Regions from separate parts of the Sus scrofa genome. Here region 2 is linked to region 1. Evidence: chromatin contacts called from public Hi-C data. All regions are on one chromosome and are shown on one strand. The core of a region is the stretch at or near the end of the contact, and the rest is flanking DNA. Distances in the headings are between cores, read along the strand shown.

Evidence for each region. A called contact is a pair of places that touch in the nucleus more often than the background predicts.
Region 2: a Hi-C map of liver shows a contact between it and region 1, with 2.3 times the contacts expected there. The contact joins the enhancer-like site here to the promoter of SSBP4 in region 1. A contact is called at or near these places in 1 of 5 promoter capture datasets (liver), 4 of 47 Hi-C or Micro-C datasets (embryonic fibroblasts and liver) and 1 of 2 datasets of contacts at active chromatin or transcription factors (alveolar macrophages).

The regions. Positions count from the first base shown.
Region 1 is chr2:59,380,761-59,387,627 of Sscrofa11.1, forward strand. SSBP4 (single-stranded DNA-binding protein 4) reads right to left here and starts at 3,777. Exons shown (of 17, transcript XM_021083516.1): 1 at 3,434-3,777. The coding sequence starts at 3,492.
Region 2 is chr2:59,467,796-59,474,100 of Sscrofa11.1, forward strand. The region is part of intron 2 of PGPEP1 (pyroglutamyl-peptidase 1); the gene reads right to left. Among named protein-coding and RNA genes, the nearest start is that of PGPEP1, 15 kb to the right of the region's middle. Within about 2 kb of position 1,341, at least 3 of the 83 cell types and tissues checked have an H3K27ac peak or open chromatin away from gene starts, as enhancers often do. A contact at or near this core is called in liver, where this site is marked.

The sequences.
Region 1 (6,867 bases), core at 2,527-5,026:
CAGCCACAGCAACGCCAGATCCGAGCTGAGTCTGCGACCTACACCACAGCTCACGGCAACACTGGATCCTTAACCCACTGAGCAAGGCCAGGGATCGAACCCGCAACCTCATGGTTCCTAGTCGGATTCGTTAACCACTGTGCCACGACGGGAACTCCGGGAATTCCTTTTTTTTTAAGTGGGCCATACTGAATCTGAGCCACAGCCAAGGCAATGCCAGATCCTTTACCCACTGTGCTGGGCCAGGGATCAAACTCCCACCTCTCAGCAACCCGAGCTGCTACAGTCAGATTCTTAACCTGATGCGCCATAGCAGGAACTGTGGAGTGTTCATTATTTACAGAAGGAGAGGTTATGTTTTCCTACAGGCAGCCCACTCAGACCCCCAGCCTCCCTCTCCCACCCTGCCATCCCTTCATTGTACTCCTTGGACTCTGCAGTTACCACTGTTTGCTGTGAGCCTCCAAGGGCAGGGACCCAAAGTCCATGCACCTAGAAGGCACTAAGTCCATTTGGGGGACAAGCTGGCCCAAGTCTATAGTGTTTAGATGGGGAGCCAGAGGTGGCTCAGGACAGGGGCCCAAGAATGAAGGAGAGGAAGGGCAGGAGGAAGCAGGAAGATGAGATCGGGGAAGAAAAAATAGTCCCAGAGAGTCAAGGCCCTGGGCAGTGGAACCCACTCCACCCCATTTACCCCATTTCACAGAGGAGGAAACCAAGGCCCAGGGACAGGAAGTGGCTCGGGTGGTGGCTGCCTGTGAGGGGTGCTCTAACTGAAGCCTCTCACCCAGTCCTTGTGAGAATCCTGCAAGGCCCACATTTCAGATAAGGCAACTGAGGCTCAGAGCAACCAGCCCACCTCTTTGGTGTATCAGCCCCTATGCTTCTGAGAGCTCACCTGTGACCCAGAACCCTTGGCTTCAGCAGGTCCCTTCCTCTCCAGGACCCTGTCATCCCTGTCGGTGAAGTGGATGCCACCATCTGGTGCTTTCCAAACTTTCTTTAGCAGCAGAACCTCATCTCCAAGTCAATGCTTATACAAGAAATGGATGAGTGCAGGATGGCTCTGGCCAAAAATGATGGGGGAGAGGGGCCAAGAGCCAAGACCATGTTCAGAGAATCAAGATCTGGGAGTTTCCTAATGGCCTAGCTGTTAAGGATCTGGCATTGTCACTGCTGTGGCTCAGGTTCGATCCCTGGCCCAGGTACTTTCACAGGCTGCAGGCATGACCAAAAAAAAAAAAAAAAAAGAATCAAAATCTGGGAGTTCTTTGCTGGTCTAATGGTTCGGACTCAGTGCTTTCACCACCGCAGCCCAGGTTCAATCTCTGGTCTGGGAACTAAGATCCCACATCAAGCCACTGCATGCCATGGCCAAAAAAAACCCAAAAACCAAAAAACAAAAAAACCCCCAAAATCTTTCCTGAACTGTTCAGTGGGACTGAAATGCAACTCCAAACCCTACCACCCCAGCTCAAACCCATTTCCTCCACTCTGTCTCCATGACCACCACCTAAGCTGCCACCATTAGCTCTCTCCCAGTTAACTGTGCCTGCCTTTCCCAGGTCTCCTGGTCCTCTACCCCCACCAACCCCAAATAAGCCCTAGTCCACAAAAGAGCTGGAATGCACTTTCAAACACATGCCTCTCTGGCTCATACGGCACACCCCACCCCTGGACACCAGCCCTAGCTCTTTTGCCTGGCCTCACCCTAGGGACTCTGCACTTGCTGTGCCCTCAGCCATCAGCTCTTCCTCCAGGTCTCTGCACACCTGGCACCTCCCTCACACTTCACTACCTCCCACTTTGCTTTCTTCATAGCACATCCCAAGATCTTCACATCAGCTTGCTAAGTAACTCGCTTGCCTCCTAGCTAGGATGTGGGCTTCTTCAGGGCCAAGGTGTGCCTTTCCAACCACTATGCCCCAGGACCCAGCCCAGCACATGTCTGAACAAGTGAACAATTCCCACTGAGGGAGTGGTAGCCCCTAGATCCCAGCAGCCAGGGTAAAAGGATGGCTGCAGATGTGCCAGGATTCCCAGGAGTTGGGTATCCAGACATCCCCTGCTTCCAACCTCAAAAGAGCCAGGTGCCAGTTTCAAAAAGCCTTCCTGCTCGAAGGTGCCTGGAAATGGAGCCCACCTCATAACTGTGCAGATCGACAAGACAAGCCTAGAAAAGTACTCATCTACCTAGCATCTTTTGGCCAGAAGGCTCTTCTCCAAAATGACCCCAAGGCTGGGTAGAGAATGGACACTCATCCTTATGTGTGTATGTAGGAGTGGGGTGGGGCAGTGACCTCAATGTCAGCCCAGGCAGAAAAGGCAGAACAGGAAAGAGCCCATGTCCAAGGGGCTTCCTCACCACCCAGACATTCAAGTCCTTCTAGGATCTTGTGAATCAACCATTGGCCATCAGCCATGGCAAGCCTTCCCTTCTCTCTGGCACTTTAACAATACTGCAAAACCATTGGGTGCCCTTACTGTGAGGCAGTCGCAGCTCCAGCACCTTTCAAATGCTCCCCAAACCTAAGAGATGGCACTGCATTTATAAGGAAGGGAAAGTGAGCCTAGCAGGGGGTGCTCCCTCATCCAAAGCCACAAAACAGGTTAAGAGACAGTGTCAGAAGGCAAGGGAAGCACAGCAGCCCTGCTGCCTCCCCACCCCAAGAAGCTCTCATCACAGAGTCTGGAAATTAGCTACCTATCCTTCTAACAGCCTGAAAGCATCTGCTACCCACAGCCCAGCCCAGCCCCAGAACAAGTGGCAGGCCCCAGGACTGTGAGCCTTGCAGCTTCCTCAGGGCCCCATCCAGCCGCCCCAAGCCCGCTTGGACAGGTGGCCTTGCAGGCCCTTCTATCATCTCTCAAGCTTTTCCCAAGGAGCAGAAGTACCAGAGTAAGCAGTGTCCCCTACCTGGGAAACTTCCTGGGAGGATGGAGGAAGCTACACAAACTGTGACTCCATGCACTCACATATGCAACCTTGCACACCCAAGTCTCGACCGTCGGGGAGGTCTCGCGACCCTCTAGTCACTCTAGGATCTCGCGCGCCCCCTCAAATCTCGCACCCTCGAGTCTCGCGCGCCCCCGCAAATCTCGCACCCCTCGGGTCTCCTGCGCCCCTACTACTCTTTCAACCTCTCGAGTCTCGCGCGTCCCCTCAAATCTCGCGACCCCTTAAATCCCTCATGACCCTTTGGGTTTTGAGCGCTCCCACGTATCTCGCGCCTCCTTGAGCCCCCTCGGGTCTCGCGCACCCGCTCAAATCTCGCGGCCCTTCGAGCGTGCTCTGGCCCCGCACGCCCTGCACCCCGCACCCACGTGCCCAACGCAGTGCCCAACGCAGTGCCCGCTGGCGGTGGGGCCCACGGAAGCGGCGCGGCCACTGAGCCCCGCCCCCGGCTCCCGAGGTCCCGGCCCACTGACTCACTTCTCGCGTGCCTGGCTGTCGGAGGGCACGGCCGAGCCCTTGCCCCCCTTGGCGTACATCCTGCTCCGTGCCGCCGCCGCCGCGCTGGGGCCCCACACCTGTCAGGCGGCGCCGCGGGCCGCGCTCCCGGTCGCCATAGCTACCCCGCGTCCCGGGCCTCACCACCCCGAGCCCCGCGCGGGCATCGCGGGCATCGTCCGCGCGGGGGAGCTCCAAACGGCCGAGACGGCAGCGGCGGCGGCAGCTCCAGCTTTGGCTCTGACCACGGGTTTTATTTTCTTCCTCTCTTCCCTCAGCGCGGGCTGTTCCGGGAAGCGCGCGCCCCCTCCTCCCGCCGCGCGCGCCCCCGCCCGCCGCCTCCCCGTCGCTCGCGGGCGCCGCTCTTAAAGGGGCGATGGCAGGAGCGCGGGTGGGTCCCGCCGCCAGGACCGTGGGCCGGGCGCGCAAGCGCAGTGCCCGCCGCGGGGGGAGGGGGCGCGGGCTGCTCACGCTCAGGGCATGAGTGGGGACACCACTTCTGGGGCACACAGCGGGACACAGCTGATCATGGCTACACACACATTGTCCAAATAGAACCAGCCACCCAAATTGTACACCTAAGAACACAAGCCCACACTTAATTGCGATAGCATTCTCCGACACAAGACTCCACACGTAAGTCCGCATAACTACTGGAATAACTACTGATAGACCTATAAAGCTACAGGCAGTCACACTGGATGTATCACCCCGCAGCACAGGTGGGGACCGCCATACACAGTCTGCCCAGAGACACGCAGGTATACACAGCTTAAATAGTTGCTGTTACAGAACACTGAAACAGACCACGCGCACCTCGGCACACACCTGCATAGACACGCATTTGGAACCGCTATGGCACATCTTCCAACAGCTGTGGAATGAGCCCAAGCAGCTACTTGCTGTCACCCTGGGGCACCCTGTTGCAGCCTCTGGAGGGCTCCACACAGGGGCCTGGGCTGTCACTGAGCCACAGATAACTGTGTCACACAGTCACACGCAACGCACAGTCACACAACAGAGATGCTCGCAGCACAAAGACACCACACAGACAAGAAGCTCCTGGGGTGCCCAGGCCACACGCTGGGAGCCACTCTGCACAGCCCTACTGTCACACCTCGTGTCAATAGTCGGTGCTGGGTGACGGACTGGGTCACTCCCGCCTGCTCCGCCTCTCTGCCAGTGTTGCCAGCTGTTAATGGCATGAATCCCATTTGCCTGGGTGCAGGGAAAGGGTATTCCATTCTCTCTCCTGGGACCCTTCTTCTACCCCCAGGATATTTTCAGAGAAGGTGGAGGCAGACACTCAGGCAAGGAAGGACACCCGCAGGGCAAGGGGTGCTTGGGAGGGGTGGAGGCCTGTGCGCCAGGGGACCTGTGGGCTGCGTGCGTGGGCTGGGTGAGGAGAGGCGGTCCAAGGTCCAACTGTGACTCTAGGTCTGGATGCTTCTGGGAATATTTGCCATAGGTATTCTTTTTTTTGCTACGTGCAACCAGTGTGTGTGTAGACATGCGGATCCTGTGTGAGTGCACGTGTGCATCGCTGTGTGTGGGAGGATTGGCAAGTACCCAGTCGCTGGCGGGGCAACTGTCCCTGGCTCTGCGACGGTGGCTGCGTGTCCGCGGCGGTTTTGGGGGGCCAAGTGACGCCACGTCACATTTTGTGCACTAGGTTGGATTGCTGCCTCCCTGGGACCTCTGTTGTGTGGTTGTGCGCTCAGATTTCCCATGTTGTGTGTTTGTGTGTGCGCGCGCGCGCGCGCGCGAGCCTTGATCGGAACGCCCTTCCCGCTGCCCTACGACCCCCATTATGCTTCCCTCTTAGAACCGCCCCCAATGGCCTCCCTCCGACCCAAGGCTTCTGGCGGGCGGGAAGTCCTGAACCGCTGGGGTTCCAGACGGACGAGGAGGAAGGGAAGGGCAGGGCCAGGCGGTCGTCAGCCCCGCCTCCATCCTGAGGGGCCCCGGCCGGGGTTGGGGGGGACGCCAGCCCTTCCCACTTCCTGTCCAGCCGGTCGTCCCCTCCCCCAGCTTCCTCTCCCGCGGGCCTCCTAGGCCCCAGGCCGGCGCGGAGGAGGGGCCCTCTCTGCGTTTTAATGGGGCGCGGCAGACTTGATTCTGTCGGGCGTCGAGCTGGCGACTGCCCAATGTCCCCGGGGCCGCCAGGGGATGTGGACATCAAGGACACCCTCATCGTAATGCCCACCAGTGCCCATCACCGCTCTTCAGCCAGGCACACAGAGGGTGTGACTCACCCAGGTCACACAGTGTATTGGTGACAGCTGTGACTGCCGGGCACTACGGACGCCCCCATCCAGGCGCTCCCCATTTATCTCCTAATGTTCTGTGGCTCCCTAGGATTCTGTGCCCTGGTTGGGCCCCCCGCTATCTCTGAGCCGCCGCTCCTTAAGTCGGCGTGAGCCTTCATCCTCCGCGCAAACATTTATTGAGTGCCTGCTGTGTGCCGGGCTCTGTGGACCAGTCTGGACGTGTTGCTATTGCTTGTGAAGCAAAGGGAGGGCCGAACGTCAAAAGCTGGCGAGTCAGTAGGCTAATTTCAGGGAGTGCCACGTGCTGGGCAGAGGGAGGGGACCCCGGTGAAGAGGACCGGGCAACCGCTGGGGCGGAGGGAGGAAAGGAGGCTGGGAGGCGGAGGCACCCGCGGCCCGGCGAGTTGCAGAGGGGGAGGCACGGCTGGCGGGAGCGGAGAGCGCCGTTCTCATGGCAACCGGGGCGGATCTCCAAAACAGCCTCAGCGAGGGCGGAAAAGTCCGAGAAGAGCGACCTCTGGGCCCCACGCAGCGACCGGGAAGCTGAGTCGCGGGCACATCCACCCAGGCAGGGCTCACGCCTAGCAAGAACAGAACCCATAGAAACACCGCCCCCGATCCCCCTTGCAAAGGAGGGACGTGAGGGGGAAAAGGAAAAAAATTTCAATAAGGGGAGGGGTGGATCCGAAAGATCTGCAAGGAGAGTGCTCAGATTGCTGTCGCGGCAAGTGCAAAGGCCCTGAGGTGGGCACAAGATTAAAATGTTGAGGCAGAGCGAGGAGGGCAGTGTGGCTGCAGCAGGGGATAGAGGAACCGAGGGGCCGGAGCACTCCTGGCGGAGACCGGTCGGGATTTGTTCTAAAAGGAAAAGGGAGCCATCGGAAGGTGTGTTAGCCGCGAGGGACGGGATCTGCATCAAGATTTTAAGAAGCTTCATGGGGGCTGCCGGGTGGATCGGGATGGCATGGAGGAGGCAGGGAGGTTGGCCCAGGTAGGCAGGGGTCCTGGCCCAGGAATTGATTTAGGAGCCAAAGTGAGCGGGGAACGGTAAGCGAGGAGCGCTAAGGGTGAAAGTTGGACCCCAGACCTGCAACCTTTTTGCTGGCTCCCGGTCGCCCCCCTGTGGCCACGCGGGGACTGCAGCCC
Region 2 (6,305 bases), core at 91-2,590, 85 kb after region 1:
TAGTTTTTATTCCTTTTAAAACTAACTCAAATTTAAAAAAATCTGGAGTTCCCGTCGTGGCTCAGTGGTTAACGAATCCAACTAGGAACCATGAGGTTGTGGGTTTGATTCCTGGCCTCGCTCAGTGAGTTAAGGATCCGGCGTTGCCGTGAGCTGTGGTGAACATCGCAGACACAGGTTGGATCCTGCGTTGCTGTAGCTGTGGTGTAGGCTGGCAGTTACAGCTCCGATTCGACCCCTCACCTGGGAACCTCCATATGCCTCAGGTGAGGCCCTAGAAAACACACACACACACACACACACACACACACGCACACACGCACACACAAATCCACTAACTCCAGTTGATAAACAACAAAGTCCTAATATCATGTAATAAACTATAAAGGATGGAGATACCCTGTGGGCCAGTAGGTTAAGGATCTGGCATTGTCACTGCAGCAGCTCAGGTCACTGCTGCTGGCCAGGTCAACCCCTGGCCTAGGGAGTTCCCATTTGTGGCACAGTGGAAACGAATCCAACTAGGAACCATGAGGTTGCGGGTTCAATCCCTGGCATTGCTCATGGGTTAAGGATCCGGCATTGCCATGAGCTGTGGTATAGGTCGCAGACAGGGCTCGCATCTGACGTTGTGGCTGTGGTGTAGGCCGGCAGCTACAGCTCGGATTAGACCCCTGGCCTGGGAACCTCCATATGCCACTGTGTGGCCCTAAAAGGACAAAAGACAAATAAATAAATAAATAAATAAATAAATCCCTGGTCTGGGAACTTTCACATGCTACAGTTGTGGCAAAAAAGAAAAAAAAAAAAAAAACAAACTAAGAGAGAACCTGAAATAAACATTGCAATTTTTATTTTATTTTATTTTAATTTTTTTTGTCTTTTTGTTTTTGTTGTTGTTGTTGCTATTTCTTGGGCCGCTCCCACAGCATATGGAGGTTCCCAGGCTAGGGGTCCAATGGGAGCTGTAGCCACCGGCCTACACCAGAACCACAGCAACGCGGGATCCGAGCCGCGTCTGCAACCTACACCACAGCTTACGGCAACGCCGGATCGTTAACCCACTGAGCAAGGGCAGGGACCGAACCCGCAACCTCATGGTTCCTAGTCGGATTCGTTAACCACTGCGCCACGACGGGAACTCCTTGCAATTTTTATTTTAAAACACACACACACACACACACACACAGACATTACTCAAGTAATTGTTTGAACACAGTGTTTGGACTCTGTCCTCTGGCTAAAGACAAAAAGAACTGTAAGCAAATACTAAATTCGAATGAGCAGGCTTTCTTTTGGGGGAAGCATGAGTTAGCAATTCTGAAATTCCTTTCTGTTTATTCTAGGATTGATCAAAAAGAAGTGAACACACTGGAGATCATGGTGGGGAGGAGCCTGACACTGTCAGAGGAAGGAGTCACAAGTCTGTGGCACTGGATCAGAATTGGAGGCATCTGTGCAAACTCCAGAGTTTTGATATAGAAATGTGTAAGGCAGTGGGTGTGAATGTACACACCTCTATTTTCCAGCTCTGTCCACTGACAGAGCTCAGAAGCAGTAAACTCTAGTAGCAATGAGCACACCCAGCTCTCAGCTTCCAGTTTTAAATAGTATTCTCTGCTAAAACTCTCTTCCAGTTTTAAATATTATTCTCCCAGCTTCCAGTTTTAAATATTTTCTGCCAAATATTATTATCTGCTAAAAGAATAAAACATCTTGGAGAAGTTGCTCATTCCAGGGATGAGGTAGGGAAAGTACAAAAGTGAACCCAGAGTTACCATATGACCCAGCAATTCCCCTCCTAAGTGTGTATGCGTATATATATGAGAAATGAAAACCTACATCCACGCAAAAACTTGTATGTGAATGTCCACAGCAGAATTATTCATAATAACCAAAAGGGGGAAATAACCCAAATGCCCATCAATGGGTGAACAAATAAACAAAATGTGATTTATCCATACAAAGGAATATTACTCAACCATGAAAAGGAGTGAAGTATTGATCCATGCTACAACATGAATGGACTTTGAAAATATTATACTGGGTGAAAGAAGGCAGACACGAAACACTACCTCTTGTATGATTCCATTCTTTTTTGTTTGTTTTTTTGCTATTTCTTGGGCTGCTGCCACGGCATATGGAGGTTCTCAGGCTAGGGGTCGAATTGGAGCTGTAGCCACCGGCCTACGCCACAGCCACAGCAATGCGGGATCCAAGCCACGTCTGCAACCTACACCACAGCTCACGGCAACGCTGGATCGTTAACCCACTGAGCAAGGGCAGGGACCGAACCCGAACCCGAAACCTCATGGTTCCTAGTCGGATTCGTTAACCACTGAGCCACGATGGGAACTCCCTGTATGATTCCATTTATATGAATTGTCCAGAACAGGTAAATCTATACAGACAGAAGGTAAATTAGTGATTGCCAGGGACCGAGGGAAAGGAGGAATAGGAGTGATAGCTAATGGGTATGGGGTTTCTTTTGGGGTGATGAAAATGTTCTTGATTAAGGTAGAGGTGATGGTTGTACAACTTTGTGAATATACTATAAACCATTAAATTACACATTTTAAAAAGGTAAATTTTGGAGTTCCCATCCTGGCTCAGCAGTAATGAACCCGACTATCATCCATGAGGATGCAGGTTCAATCCCTGGCCTCGCTCAGTGGGTTAAGGATCTGGTGTTGCTGTGAGTTGTGGTGTGGGTAGCAGACATGGCTTGGATCCCATGTTGCTGTGGCTATGGTGTAGGCCAGCAGCTGCAACTCCAATTTGACCCCTAGCCTGGGAACTCCATATGCCATGGGTGCGGCCCCAAAACACACACACAAAAAAAAAAAAAAAAAAAAAAAATTATGGTACATGAGTATATCTCAATAAAATTATATCTCAATTAAAAAAAACCCAAAGCATCTGACATCAAATGTTAAAGTAGCAATCAGAAAAAAAAAAAAAAAAAGATGCCCTGATAAATGCAATGTAGGGTCCTGGACAGGCTGCTAGAACAGAAAATGGACATTAGTAGGAAAACTCATGAAACTTGAATAAAGAGTAGAGTTTAGTGAACAGTAATGGACCAATGCTGGCTTCTTTATTTTGAGAAATGTAGTCATTATATAAGATGTTAACACTAGCAGAAAGCAAGGGGTATGTGGAAACTCCTTGTATTATCTTTGCAATTCCTCTGTAAGTCTGAAATTATTCTGAAATTAAAAGTGTATTTCCGGAGTTCCCGATGAGGCTCAGTGATTAACGAATCCGACCAGGAACCATGAGGTCGAGGGTTCGATCCCTGGCCTCTATCAGTGGGTTAAGGATCCGGCATTGCTGTGAGCTGTGGCGTAGGTCGAAGATGCAGCTCAGATCTGGCATTGCTATGCAGCTCAGATCTGGCAGCCACAGCTCCGATTGGACCCCTAGTCTGGGAACCTCCATGTGCTGCAAATGTGGCCCTAGAAAAAGGCAAAAAAAATAAAAATAAAAAAGTGTATTTCCAAAAAGTGAGCCTGGAACCAAAAAGGAAGAAAGTGCTCAAGAATGATGGCGACATTGAAAAAAGACACAGGAACCAACTGAAGGGGCCATCACCGGCCAAATCTGGGAGATGCGAGCATTAAAATTAAGACAGTAAGAGATTATCATCTACTGAAGACAGTAAGTACCCATGATTCCACACAGATACAAATAAAGTTACAGTAGAAGGCCATTAAAAAGTACCAAAGGAAAGATGGAATTAGAAAACCACCCTTTATGCTCGACATCACTAATTATTAGAGAAATGAAAATCAAAACTACCGTGAGGTACCACCTCACACCAGTCAGAATAGCCATCATTAATAAGTCTACCAATAACAAATGCTGGAGAGGGTGTGGAGAAAAGGGAACCCTCCTGTACTGTTAGTGGGAATGTAAATTAGTACAACCACTATGGTAAACAGTATGGAGGTACCTCAGAAAACTAAACATAGAACAATCATATGACCCAGCAATCCCACTCTTGGGCATACATCTGGACAAAACTATACTTAAAAAAGATATATCCAACCCAACAGCAAAAAAGCCAATCAATCAATGGAAAAATGGGCAAAAGACCTGAACAGACATTTCTCCAAAGAAGATATACAGATGACCAGCAAACACACAAAAAAATGCTCAACATCGCTGATTATAAGAGAAATGCAAAACAAAACTACCATGAGATACCACCTCACACCAGTCAGAATGGCCATCATTAATAAATCCACAAATAACAAGTGCTGGAGGGGGTGTGGAGAAAAGGGAACCCTCCTGCACTGTTGGTGGGAATGTAAACTTGTACAGCCACTATGGAGAACAGTTTGGAGATACCTTAGAAATCTATACATAGACCTTCCATATGACCCCACAATCCCACTCTTGGGCATCTATCCGGACAAAACTCTACTTAAAAGAGACACATGCACCCGCATGTTCATTGCAGCACTATTCACAATAGCCAGGACATGGAAACAACCCGAAGGTCCATCAACAGATGATTGGATTCAGAAGATGTGGTATATATACACAATGGAATACTACTCAGCCATAAAAAAGAATGACATAATGCCATTTGCAGCAACATGGATGGAACTAGAGAATCTCATACTGAGTGAAATAAGCCAGAAAGACAAAGATAAATACCATATGATATCACTTATAACTGGAATCTAATATCCAGCACAAATGACCATCTCCACAGAAAAGAAAATCATGGACTTGGAAAATAGACTTGTGGCTGCCTCATGGGAGAGGGAGGGAGTGGGAGGGATTGGGAGCTTGGGGTTATCAGACACAACTTAGAATACATTTACAAGGAGATCCTGCTGAATAGCTTTGAGAACTTTGTCTAGATACTCATGTTGCAACAGAACAAAGGGTGGGGAAAAAAATGTAATTGTAATGTATACATGTAAGGATAACATGACCCCCTTGCTGTACAGTGGGAAAAAAAAAAAAAAAAAGGAGTTCCCCTCGTGGCGCAGTGGTTAACGAATCCGACTAGGAACCATGAGGTTGCGGGTTCGGTCCCTGCCCTTGCTCAGTGGGTTAATGATCCAGCGTTGCCGTGAGCTGTGGTGTAGGTTGCAGACGCGGCTTGGATCCCGCGTTGCTGTGGCTCTGGCGTAGGCCGGTGGCTACAGCTCCGATTCAACCCCTAGCCTGGGAACCTCCATATGCCGCGGGCGCGGCCCAAGAAATAGCAACAACAACAACGAAAAGACAAAAGACAAAAAAAAAAAAGATATATCCACCTGTATGTTCATTGCAGCACAATTCACAATAGCCAAAACATGGAAACAACCTAAATGTCCATCAACAGATAAATGGATTAAGATGTGGCATATATACACAATGGAATACTACTTGATAAACAAGAACAAACTAATGCCATTCACAGCAACATGGATGGAACTAGAGACTCTCATACTAAGTGAAGTTAAGTCAGAAAGAGAAAGACAAATACCATATGATATCACTTATAGCTGGAATCTATTATATGGCACAAATGAGCCTTTCCATAGAAAAGAAAACCATGGACTTGGAGAACAGATTTGTGGTTGCCAAGGGGGAGGGGGAGGGAGTGGAATGGACTGGGAATTTGGGGTTAATAGATGCAAACTATTGCTTTGGAAATGGATAAGCAATGAATTCCTGCTGTATAGCACTGGAAACTATATCTAGTCACTTATAATGGAGCATGATAATGTGAGAAAAAAATGTACATATGTATGTGTGACTGGGTCACCTTGCTGTACAGTAGAAAATTGACAGAACACTATAAACCAGCCATGATGGAAAAAATAAAAATCATTAGGAGTTCCCGTCATGGCTCAGTGGTTAACAAATCTGACTAGGAACCATGAGGTTGCAGGTTCGGTCCCTGCCCTTGCTCAGTGGGTTGAGGATCCATTGTTGCCGTGAGCTGTGGTGTAGGTTGCAGACGCAGCTCGGATCCCGAGTTGCTGTGGCTCTGGCGTAGGCCAGCGGCTACAGCTCCGATTTGACCTCTAGTCTGGAACCTCCATATGCCACGGAAGTGGCCCAAGAAATGGCAAAAAGACCAAAAAAAAAAAAAAAATCATTAAAAAAAAAAAAAGCTTGAAACACACACATACAAAGCTGACAGAATTATCTGCCTCTGAGAATTGTGCTAATAAAGATAAATTATCTTAACTTGGAAAAAAAAAGAAAAAGACACTTTGGCCACCATCATACTAAAATCATAACTGATTCAAGCCAGACTCACCAGGGGATGCTAATATGGTCTCAAAAAAAAAAAT